Linked DNA regions of Oryctolagus cuniculus: region 1 is linked to region 2. Evidence: chromatin contacts called from public Hi-C data. All regions are on one chromosome and are shown on one strand. Each heading gives the region's core, a stretch centred on a gene start, on an enhancer-like site or on the middle of the called end of the contact. The rest is flanking DNA. Distances are from core to core; before and after follow the strand shown. Region 1 holds the start of CSTF3 (cleavage stimulation factor subunit 3). Region 2 overlaps HIPK3 (homeodomain interacting protein kinase 3).

Region 1 (5,091 bases), core at 775-3,274, 140 kb before region 2:
CTCTGCCTTTTAAATAAATACGTCTTTAGGGAAAAAAAAAAAAAAACCTCTATAATCACATTCTGGGACAACTGGAGAAATTTGAATATGGACTACATTTAGGAATACTTGTGACTGAAATATGATCTATCAACTTATTTTGAATAAATCTGAATAGAGAGAAAATTAACGCAGGGCCAACACTATGGTGTAGTGGATAAAACCACAGCCTGCTATGTTGGCATCCCATATAGGTCCCAGTCCAAGTCCAGGTTGCTCCATTCTGATCCAGCTCCCTGCTAATGGCCTGGGAAAGCACTGGATGATGGCCCAAGTGTTTGGGCCCCTGCCACCCATGTAGGAGACTTGGTTGATGCTCCTGGCTTCTACCTGACCTGGCCCTGGTTTTGTGGCCATCTGGGGAATGAACCATCGGATGGATGAAGACCTCTCTCTCTCTCTCTCTGCGTCACTCTTTCAAATAAATAAATAAACCTTTAAAAAATAATAAAACACTACAGTTCTAAAATGTTCAAGATCATGGCAACACCTCTAGCTTTACAATTTTAGATAAATTTAAAAATTAATGAATTTATACACTTTCAATGAACCCAAGGATACTATTGCTCCTTCACTTTGAGATGACAAAATCTAGTCCAAAAAAAGGTTGAGTACAAAAACAGTTTTGATATAAGTCTTTGCATTCTTGTAAAATGCAAACAGTATGAGATTTCATAACTGAGATCAGTCCTCAAGCTAACACAAAACTAAGCCAAATTTTGCTACATAATGAAACTTACAGTCACACACAAATTATTTGCTAGGAATGCTCCTATTCTGCCTCATCTCTGTTAACCTCTAGTAACAGCCTCCACGTTATGACTTGAAAAACAAAAATCTAAGTGTATTGTTGCTATGGCAATAGGAAATTTCAGGAAATCGAGACTGCAGGCGAGCTAGCCTCCATTTTTTAAAGTGTATTTATCTAAACATACGAGGACTTACATCGAAAATCAAATTTAATGACTTCTTCCATAAAATGTTTTTCGCACCAAAAAGGTATATACTATCCTACAAAATTCAGAATAGTAGGAGCAAAAGAAACATCGCTTCGTCTAAAAGCCTGAATTGTAACATTTAAATGCCACTCATATGTACTATTAAAACAGACACTTTCGTTAACCCTAACAAAAACAGACGTCTTATTTTCCACTTATTCTGCAATCTACGTGTATACGGAAAAACGAAAATGAAATGTGGTTAGAAGGGAGACAAGGAATGAAGCGAAAGCCACAAAATTCCCCAAACCTCAGCATAACCATGCTGTATTTCTAAGCTTCTTCATTCGCTCTCGAAAGAGTCTATTTCTCCAGATTAATTTCATCTCAAATTACTTCTCAAACTAGTAACCTCCCTATCTGGATACAGTGTGGGGGTGGGGCGGAAGGAACGCCAAGTTTTTCGAAAACGACGACAAGAACACGTTAGAATAATCAGTTCCTAACCAACCGAGTAAAGAATGCTATCAAAGGAAGGCACCCCAGCTGGAGTGTCCCCATAAATCTAAGTAGGACGAAGCACTGTCACGGCTATTGTCTAAATTAAATGTTCGTATTGAACGCTTTAAGACAGAATCAAAAATATTTTAAATCTCAGATCTTGCTCCCCATTCCCACTTTTCTCCAGTACCCCGTACCCCGGGTCACGAGACCCCCCACCCCGCTTTCCTCCCTCAGGCGAGCAGAGCTGGAGTACTCGGAAGAACAGAGACGTGGAGAGAAGAGGTCGCCACGAGGCCCCACCACTCTCCTTCCTCACCTGCTCCGTGGCTGCGTCTCCAGACATGGCCTCAGCTGATTAGAACGTGAGAACCGGCCGGCGACTGGAAGCTACAAAGAAAAAATTAAACTAAAAACCACCCCCAAACCAGTAAAGTTACCCCCTGCCCCGAAGAGCCAGACCGCCAACAGGAATCGCCACCGCCCACTCAGATATGAATTAAAATGGCTGCACCCCAGCCGGCCGAGGAGGGGGTGTGGCTTCCGCATTAACTTCCGGGGCAGAGGGTGGGGCTAACATGGCAACGCGCCGGTTATTCTGGGCGCGCAGGGGCAGAGAGATCCCAGGGGCGGGCCCACTGCCTGCGCTGACGTCAGGGCGGTGGGGTGGGAAAAACTGTTGCTGAACTGGTTGAAACCGGCTGGGAGGCGGGAAACTCTTGGAAGCTGGAGCGGTTGTTGGAATTTAATAGCCAAGCTCGCTTCCTCCATTGAACTCTGCCAGTCACTCAGTTCCGGAAAACCAAGCATCTTAGGGAACAACGCCAAGTGATAAATGCCCCCCATGTTTCGAGGATAAAGACTCCGCCGACGTCTTTTTCGGGTCTCACCTCCTGCGCTGGGAGGAACGGACCAAGCCAGTAATGATTTTCGCTATTTACTATTGTATAGAAAGCTTTCTGTTTCTGAGGCCGGAGTTTCTCTCTCACCGTCTCACCGTGGGCCGTTGTCTGCATAGTGAGGCTACAGGCTGGATCCTGATTGCGTGGGTACATTTCCATGAGAGGAATTTGGGCAATTTAATTTCTCAGTGCCTGTTTCCTTGCCTAAAGATGGAACTAACAATAGCACCTGCAATTAAAATAAATTGATACAATTAAAAAAAAGTTTGAAACAGTACTTGGCATAGTTCACGATCAAATGAAATCTAGGTTCTCTTAAACTCCTCCTTTTCCATTAAGGATCATCGTGTTTTTCTACCCTTGGCTGCCTATTGTGTTCTATACCCCAGACTGCTGCAGAGACAGGGAGAAGAAGCAGTTGAACCATCTACCTACAGGATTTGAACCAGGCTCATACCAGTTTAGGGAGCCAAAGCTAACCTAGACTGATCTACAACTCCTTATGTGCATATAATACACTGGCATGCTAAATGACACACCTACCAGCTGCCTTGGGGGGAAACATCAGACCATATAAGCAGCAAAAAGGAACGGTAGCTAGAGTCCCAGAAATCTCCACCTTCCCAGAAAAACCTTGAGTATTCTTCTGCCTTTAAATATAATTCGGGGCCAGGGCTGAGGCTCAGCAGGTAAGCTGTTCCCTGTGAAGTTGGCATCACATAGGAGTGCCTGTTCCTGTCCCGGCTACTCCACTAACAATCCAGCTCCTTGCTAATGAAGCAGGTCCCCACCCATGTGGGACATCTGCTCACTATTTGCTATTCTTTAAGAAGACAACCTCTTTGCTATTCTGGCAACCTCTCTGCTGAAAGGCAGAGTGACAGAAAGAGATCATTCATCCAAATGGTTATGACAGTTGGGACGGGGCCAGGCTGAAGCCAGGAGCCAAGAACTCCACTTGGGTCTCCCACGTGGGTGCAGGAACCTGAACACTTGGGTCACCTGCTGCTGCTTTCCCAAGAGCATTAGCAGGGAGCTGGGTCAGAAGTGGACCAGCCAGGATTTGAACCAGTGCCCTGATATGAGATGCTGGCATTGCAGGCAGCCGCTTAACCTGCCGTACCACAGCCTGGCCCCTCTGGTAATATGTGCTTGTTTTAGATGTAATTTTATGTTTAAATGTGAGGGTGTGAGGAATTAGATGGGCTAGTAGGCAGACTGGGGCCTGTGCTGTGGGATAGCTGGTGAAGCTACCACATGTGGTGCCAGCATCCCACATGGACACCAGTTCGAGTTCTGGCCTGCTAATGTGCCTGGGAAAGCAGCAGAGGATGACCCAAGAGCTTGGGCCTCTGCCCCTATGTGGAACACCTGGAAACTCCTTGCTCTTAGCTTTGGACTGGCCCAGCTCCTGCTGTTGCAGCCATGTGGAGAGTGAACCAGAGAATAGAAGATCTCCCTCTGTGTCTTTCCCTCTCTAACTCTGCCTTAAAAGGTGGGGGGGAGTTGGAGGTGAGGGTGGGGCTTAGTGTCTCTAGAGGTGACAAAATGCTTACTTCTCTTGCCTTTGGCAAGACAAAAGTACTGATCCCACCCATCTGATGAGTTTCTAGTTTTATCATGAGAATAGTAAAACAAAATTGCCAATCCCACCCTTCTGATAGGTTTTCTGTTTTCTAAGGAGCAGTCTAGACAGGATTGTAGTGCCAACCCACTGAAGGGTTTTGTCTGTTTCAATAAATCTTGCTTTGCTCACTGTCCCTGTCTGCATGGATATTCTCTGTGAGACAAGAATTGTGATGGCCTTCATCATCCCTGTAACAAGGGAACTTCAAGGAGTCCATGGAAAATGGAATTAAAGGAAAAACTTATTTTGGTGAAAAATTTTTAAAATTTTGCTTTGTTAATTTGAGAGAGAGAAATAAAAAGAGGATCCCATCTGTTGGTCCACTCCCCATATCCCTATAACACCTTGAGCTGGACTGGGCTAGAGCAAAGCTGGGAGCCAGTGTCAAAGTTTTTCATGAGCTGTCCTTGACCCTACTTTTTAAAAATATGTCCTTGTATTTTCTTTCTTTTTTTTTTTTAAGACATATTTATTTATTTGAAAGAGTTACACAGAGAGAGGAGAGGCAGAGAGAGAGAGAAGACTTCCATCAGCTGATTCACTCCCCAGTTGGCTGCAATGGCTGGAGCTATGCTGATCCAAAAGTAGGAACCAGGAGCTTCTTCTGGGTCTCCCATGTGAGTACAGGGGCCCAAGCACTTGGGCCATCTTCCACTGCTTTCCCAGGCCATTAGTAGGGAGCTGTATTGGAAATGGAGCACCCGGGATTCGAACCGGCGCCTATATGGGATGCCGGCACTGCAGGTGGTGGCTTTACCCACTATGCCACAGCGCCAGCCCCAGTGACCTTGTATTTTCAAGCAAGCAGTTTTGCACAAGGTAATGTTATTTTAGCAAAGAATATATTGCATTATAGCAGAAATGTATGAATAACCTGATACGTTTATTCCTCAGTTTTGCCATTACTTCACTGGCCACAATTATGTGTGTGTGTGTGTGTGTGTGTGTGTGTGTGTGTGTGAGAGAGAGAGAGAGAGAGAGAGCGAGCCAATGTCACTTATAAAACAAATATCATACCTTAATACATTTACTGCAATATTTTTGTTACCATGAATTTTGCCACTTGCAATGTTTCCAGGAATCC
Region 2 (5,702 bases), core at 132-2,631:
TGGGTCTCCTGTATAGGTACAGAGGCCAAGCACTTGACCTTCTTCCACTGCCTTCCCAGGCCATAGGCAGAGAGCTGGATTGGAAAAGCAGCAGCCGGGACATGAGCCAGCGCCTATATGGGATGCTGGCATTGCAGGCAGGGGCCAAGCCTACAGGGCTCAAGTTCCTAAATCCAAAGGAGAGGGGCTAACATTGTGGTGTAGCAGGTAAAGCTGCTACCTGTGATGCTGGCATCCCATATGTTCCTTGATGTTCCATTTCTGACTCAGATCCTGGATGTTCCATTTCTGATTCAGATCCATGCTAATTTGCTTGGGATGGCAGCTGAAGATGACCCAAGTACTTGGGCCTCTGCACCCATGTAGGAGACCTGGATGAAGCTTTTTAGGCCTGGCTTAGCCCTGATTGTGGCAGCCATTTTGGAGGTGACCAGCTTTTAAAAGAAGGAGCTTTCTCTTTTTTGTCTCTCCTTCACTCTATAACTCTGCCTTTCAAGTAAATAAATAAATACATAAGTAAATCTTCAAAAAAATAAATAAAAGGAATATGAGAGGTAATTAATTTGAATAAATGTTCCTGCGATATCTCTAAAAGCCATTTATTATTAATTATCAAATTAGATGTTATCATTGACTTTTTAAAAAATATTTATTTGTTTATTTGAAAGAGTTAACACAGAGGGTCAGCACTGTGGCACAGTGGGTTAACGCCCTGGCCTGAAGCTCCAGCATCCCATATGAACACCGGTTCGAGTCGAGGCTTGTTCTGCTTCCAATCAAGCTCTCTGCTATGTAACTCTGACTTTCAAATGAATAAATAAATCTTTAAAAAAAAGTTACACAGAGAGAGAAGGAGAGGGAGAGAGAGAGAGAGGTCCCCTCCATCTGCTGGTTCAATCCCCAGTTGGCTACAACGGTCTGAGCTGCACCCATCCGAAGCCAGGAGCCAGGAGCTTCTTCAGGTCTCCCACACGGGTGCAGGGGCCCAAAGACTTGGGCCATCTTCTACTGCTCTCCCAGACCATAGCAGAGAGCTGGATTGAAAGTGGAGCAAGCTGGGACTTGAACCAGTCGCCATATGGGATGCCAGCACTGCAGGCAGTGACTTTACCTGCTAAGCCACAGCACAGGCCCCTATCATTGACTTCCAATGAATTTCTCCCCATGAAACTTCCCTTTCAGGTTACATGTTCTGTCTTCTCTGCCTTCCCTCCTCCGTGTGCAGGATACCCTTAAAAAGACAGTTTCTGAAAAATTTTTCATACTTGCTGGTTTCCCTCTTTTTTTTTTTTTTTTAAGCCAATTTACTTAACTGCGCAGATGCTGGCAGCTCCCAAAGGGTCGGTGATCTAATCAGAGACGCCGGCAGTCCTCCAGTGCTGAGGCGCCAGTCAGATGCTAGAAATACACCTTTGGCTCTGTGGATGGCAATGTTTGGCATGCGCGGCACCCTGCACACAGGGCGCCCTCTAGTGGCAGTTTCCAGTGACTACGCTAGTGGTATTCTGATTTGAACTTTTCCATTCTAGTCTTGAACAACTTCGGTTAGTACTGAAAAGGACCCCAGAGATGATCTAGTTATTGCTTCCCTCTCATTTTATGAGACATCTGAGGTCCAGAAAAATGAACTGACTCATCCGAGTCATAATGGTAATTTTAAAGACAAAGCCCTGAGTTTAAAAAAAAAAATAGGACAAGTATTATCCAGATTTAACAGTCTTGTAAAGATTTATTTATTTACTTGAAATCAGAGTTACACTGTAAGGAAAAAAAATGAGAAAGAAGTCCCTACACCTTAACTGCAATGTCGTGGTTTATCAGTTATCACTGGGATAGCGACAGAAAACAGACAGGCAGTCCCCTCACATTCTAAATTAGGTGATTAAAATCTAGGGTGGGGGGCTGGTGCGGTGGCATAGCAAGTAAAGCCACCGCCTGCAGTGCCGGCATCCCATATGGCCGCTGATTCAAGTTCTGGCTGCTCCACTTATGACAGCTCTCTGCTATGGCCTGGGAAGGCAATGGAAGATGTCCCAAGTCCTTGGGCCCCTGCATCAGGGTGGGAGACCTAGAAGAAGCTTCTGGCTCCTGGCTTCGGATCGCTGCAGCTCTGGCCATTGTGGCCATCTGGGGAGTGAACCAGCAGATGGAAGACCCTTCTCTCTCCCTTTGCCTCTGTGTAACTCTGCCTTTCAATAAATAAATATTTTTTAAAAATTATTTATTTGAGTTAGGGTGGTGAATAGAAGTACATAGAATGATCTCTATTCTCTCGTTCACTTCCCAAATTCCTGTGATGACTGAGCCTTTGCCAGTCCAAAGCTCGGAGAATTGCAAGCTGAATCCTCGTCTTCCATGTTGATACCAGGGATCCAATTATATGAACCGTGACTGTTGTCTCTTTATTTATTTGGAAAGCAGAGTTAGAAAGAGAGGGAGAGATATAGGGAGAGAGATCTTCCATCTGCTGGTTCACTTAGCAAATGGCTGCAATGGCCAGGGCTGGGCTAGTCAGAAACCAAGAGCTAGGAGCTTCTTTTGGGTTCCCCATGTGGGTGCAGGTGCCCAAATTCTTGGGCCATCTTCTGCTGCTTTCCCAGGCGCATTAGTAGAGAGCTGTGATGTAAGTGAAACAGCTGGTCTTGAACTGGTGCCCATATGGGATGCTGGTATTGCAGGAATCGGCTTCATCTGCTACTCCACAATGGTGGCCCCTGTCAATATTATTTATAAAGAAGAGAAAATCATCCAGTTTGGAAAATTCAATTCAACATGAACAAACAATTCTGTCATTTGTTCCTGTTGTAATAGCTTGAAAATGATTTAAATCTAAAATTAACAGAACCAAAAGGAAAAATAGATTGTCACAATCAGAGATTTTAGCATTATTTCTCTTCATAATCAATAGAATAGAAAAAAAAAGTCATTAGGACTATAGATTTGAATACATGATTGATTAAGTTGACCTAATGACATAGTCATAGCACATTACACCCCAAACTGCAGAATATGTGCATTTCATATTCACATGAAGCATTACTAAAATAAAGGCTTCTGAAATATATTGTAGCTTTATTTTTGTTGATGTCAAATCTGTATTTGATCTTCTAGTACAACATTTGTTTTTCTGCTTACAAAAGAGTTGAAAAAGAGTTCTTAATTATAGCACTATAAGTATTATACACTTAAAAGACAGATTTGAGGACCCAGGAAATATGTTCAGTTTATCAGTTTATTGGGTTACTATTCTAGCCCTTTAATTACTTTTATCATTTCTTAACTCTTTTCCAAGGCAATTTCTTTTTGAATTTTAGTTTCTACAACTAGACACAATGTTGAAAATTATCATTTCATGTTTTTTGTTTATTTGAAAAGTGAAGTTAGAGAGAGGGAGAAGGAGAGACAGAGGTCTTCCATCTGCTGGTTCATTCCCTAAGTGGCTCGAGTGGCCGGGCTGGGTCAGGCCCAAGTCAGGAGCCTGGAGCTTTTTCTGAGTCTCACACGTGGGTGCAGGGGCCCAAGGATTTGAGCTGTCTTCCGCCACTTTCCCAGGTGTATCAGCAGGGAGCCGGATTGGAAGAGGAGCAGCCGGTACTCTAATGGGTGCCCAGAAGGGATGCTGGTGTAACAGGTGGAGGCTTAATCTTTTATCCCACAATGCTAGCCCCCAAACTTCTAAACTTATATTTCGAGCCTTATATTATGTAAGAAAAATGAAGGGCACCATTTCAGCTCTGTTGCCAGGACCATCTTTCAAGATTTCTACCTTTTTTAGGGTATTTGGATTGCAAAAAAGCCTACTCAGGCTGGCTCAGAATTGAAGGCCTGAAGTAGGAATGGAGAAGGTAGGGGAGGTGGTTATGAAAGATGCCAGTGAGGTAAAATTGTTGGGATTTTCGATTTGGGGAGAGATGAAGGAGAGGTACTTGTCTGACAAACGTATTATTTGTACATGTGGATTATCACAGACACCCAAGAATGGAGCTATAACACAACTGGGTTTTGCGAAGCTGAAAATTGCTTTTAGAATCAGGCAGCACAAGAGGAACTGATAGGTATTATTTGAACTTGGTGGTTGGTGCTTGACCATTGCTGTGCCTCAGTTGTGTGACAAATGCTATTATCTCTTTTGATGTTGATTTCCTACCCAGAGTTTCTGCCTACTTATATCCTTGGTTAGGTTCCATGGCCTTCAAAATCCAGCTCTATCTATTAACCTTTCTGCTCATCCCCCAACAGTAATTGGTATTTGTTCATTCACATTTCTAAATGGTAAATCTGATTTGCTTAGCTTCTTTCTAGTTGTATTCACAAGCCCATGAATAAGTAGCTTAAGAATTAGGTTCCTGCTCTTCATTCACTGGAGACAAGGAGGCAGTCAATTCATGAATTGGGAGCTATAGATGGAGCATCTTCAAAAGACTGGGCAGGCATTATGACCAGTAATAAGCTCAAGGCCAAAATCAACTTAGAGCTTTCCTTGCCACTTTTTTTTTTTTTTTTTTTGGCTGTGTTGTGTTTTGTTTTCGCAGTGCCATTAGAATACCTCAGGCATATCAATTGCTCTATTCTTTGTGCTCTTCCAGCAGGTTGTTTTCTTTATGACAGTGGCACTTTTAGCTTAATCAGAAATTATATGCTTAAATATTTATCTGTTATAGTGAGTTATGTGCTTTTCAAGATGGGTAAAATGTTTTATTCATCTGCATGTGTTCAGCATCTGACACATAATAGATGCTCTGTATATGTTTTTGTTGAAATCGAACTATTGATGGCTTTCATATCTGATATCTTGGTACCAAACTCTGAGAACCTTTTCCTTTCATTTTCTGCTTCTTCCAGATAAGGTGTTTAGGTACTTGAGAGGTGGCAGGTGAGGGAAGGGACAATGATGAAATGAGACTAGTTAGTAATGTGGAGATTCTAGTTGTCATCTTTTTGAAGTTGGGGCACAAACACAGATAAAACATAGGCTCTGTTGTCAGGGGACACACCGTATGGGAAGGAATATACAGTGCTTTTATAAATACATTAGAATTGTTATGGTCCAGGTGTGATGGTAGCACCAAGGACAGTGCTCTCCTTTGCTTAGGGTGGTCAGGAATGGCTTTATAGAAGATCTGGAAGAAGGAATAAAGTTTTAAATATGGATTTAGTGAAGGAGAAAATAGATTTGTTAGTAAGTAGGAATTAGAGGAGCAGTCCAGGGAAGAGAAACTGGCCAGGCAGAGCTGAGCACAGTGCGAGATCAGGCTGGAGCATAGGAGACCGTGAATGGACAGGGAAGGTGGAGAGCCAGAGGGCCTCCGAGCTGTGGTTAGAGGTTTGGAAATTGCCCTGGATGCAGTAAAGGGTTGTTAACTGATTATACAATCAGATTTGCATTTTGCTAGAATATTTGGTAGCAGTGTGAATAATGACATTAGGGGAACATGGAGGCAGGTTGAGTAATTGAAAGGGCTGAGAAATTGTCTCAGAATCACAGACCTGAAGTAGGGAAGGAGAAGAGGGGACAGTTGTGAAACATACTAGTATGGTAAAATTGTTAGGGTTTTCATTTTGGGTAGAGATGAGGAAGAGGTACTTGTCTGGTACAAATGTCCTGTTTCTTATTTGGGTGGTAGTGCTATTAATGAACGAAAGAGCTAGTGAGGATTAACAGATTGAAAGGAATTGTTTGGATTGATGGAGGAACTTAAAAA

Evidence for each region. A called contact is a pair of places that touch in the nucleus more often than the background predicts.
Region 1: a contact with region 2 is called in a Hi-C map of psoas muscle, with 4 times the contacts expected there. The contact joins the promoter of CSTF3 here to the enhancer-like site in region 2. A contact is called at or near these places in 5 of 6 Hi-C or Micro-C datasets (ear pinna, embryonic fibroblasts, psoas muscle and 2 more).

What each region holds. Positions count from the first base shown.
Region 1 is chr1:32,779,847-32,784,937 of mOryCun1.1, reverse strand. CSTF3 (cleavage stimulation factor subunit 3) reads right to left here and starts at 2,024. Exons shown (of 19, transcript XM_070071771.1): 1 at 1,798-2,024. The coding sequence starts at 1,824. It also overlaps a transcript of CD59 not described here.
Region 2 is chr1:32,642,425-32,648,126 of mOryCun1.1, reverse strand. The region is part of intron 3 of HIPK3 (homeodomain interacting protein kinase 3); the gene reads left to right. It also overlaps a transcript of CD59 not described here. Among named protein-coding and RNA genes, the nearest start is that of KIAA1549L, 45 kb to the right of the region's middle. Within about 2 kb of position 1,381, at least 1 of the 8 cell types and tissues checked has an H3K27ac peak or open chromatin away from gene starts, as enhancers often do.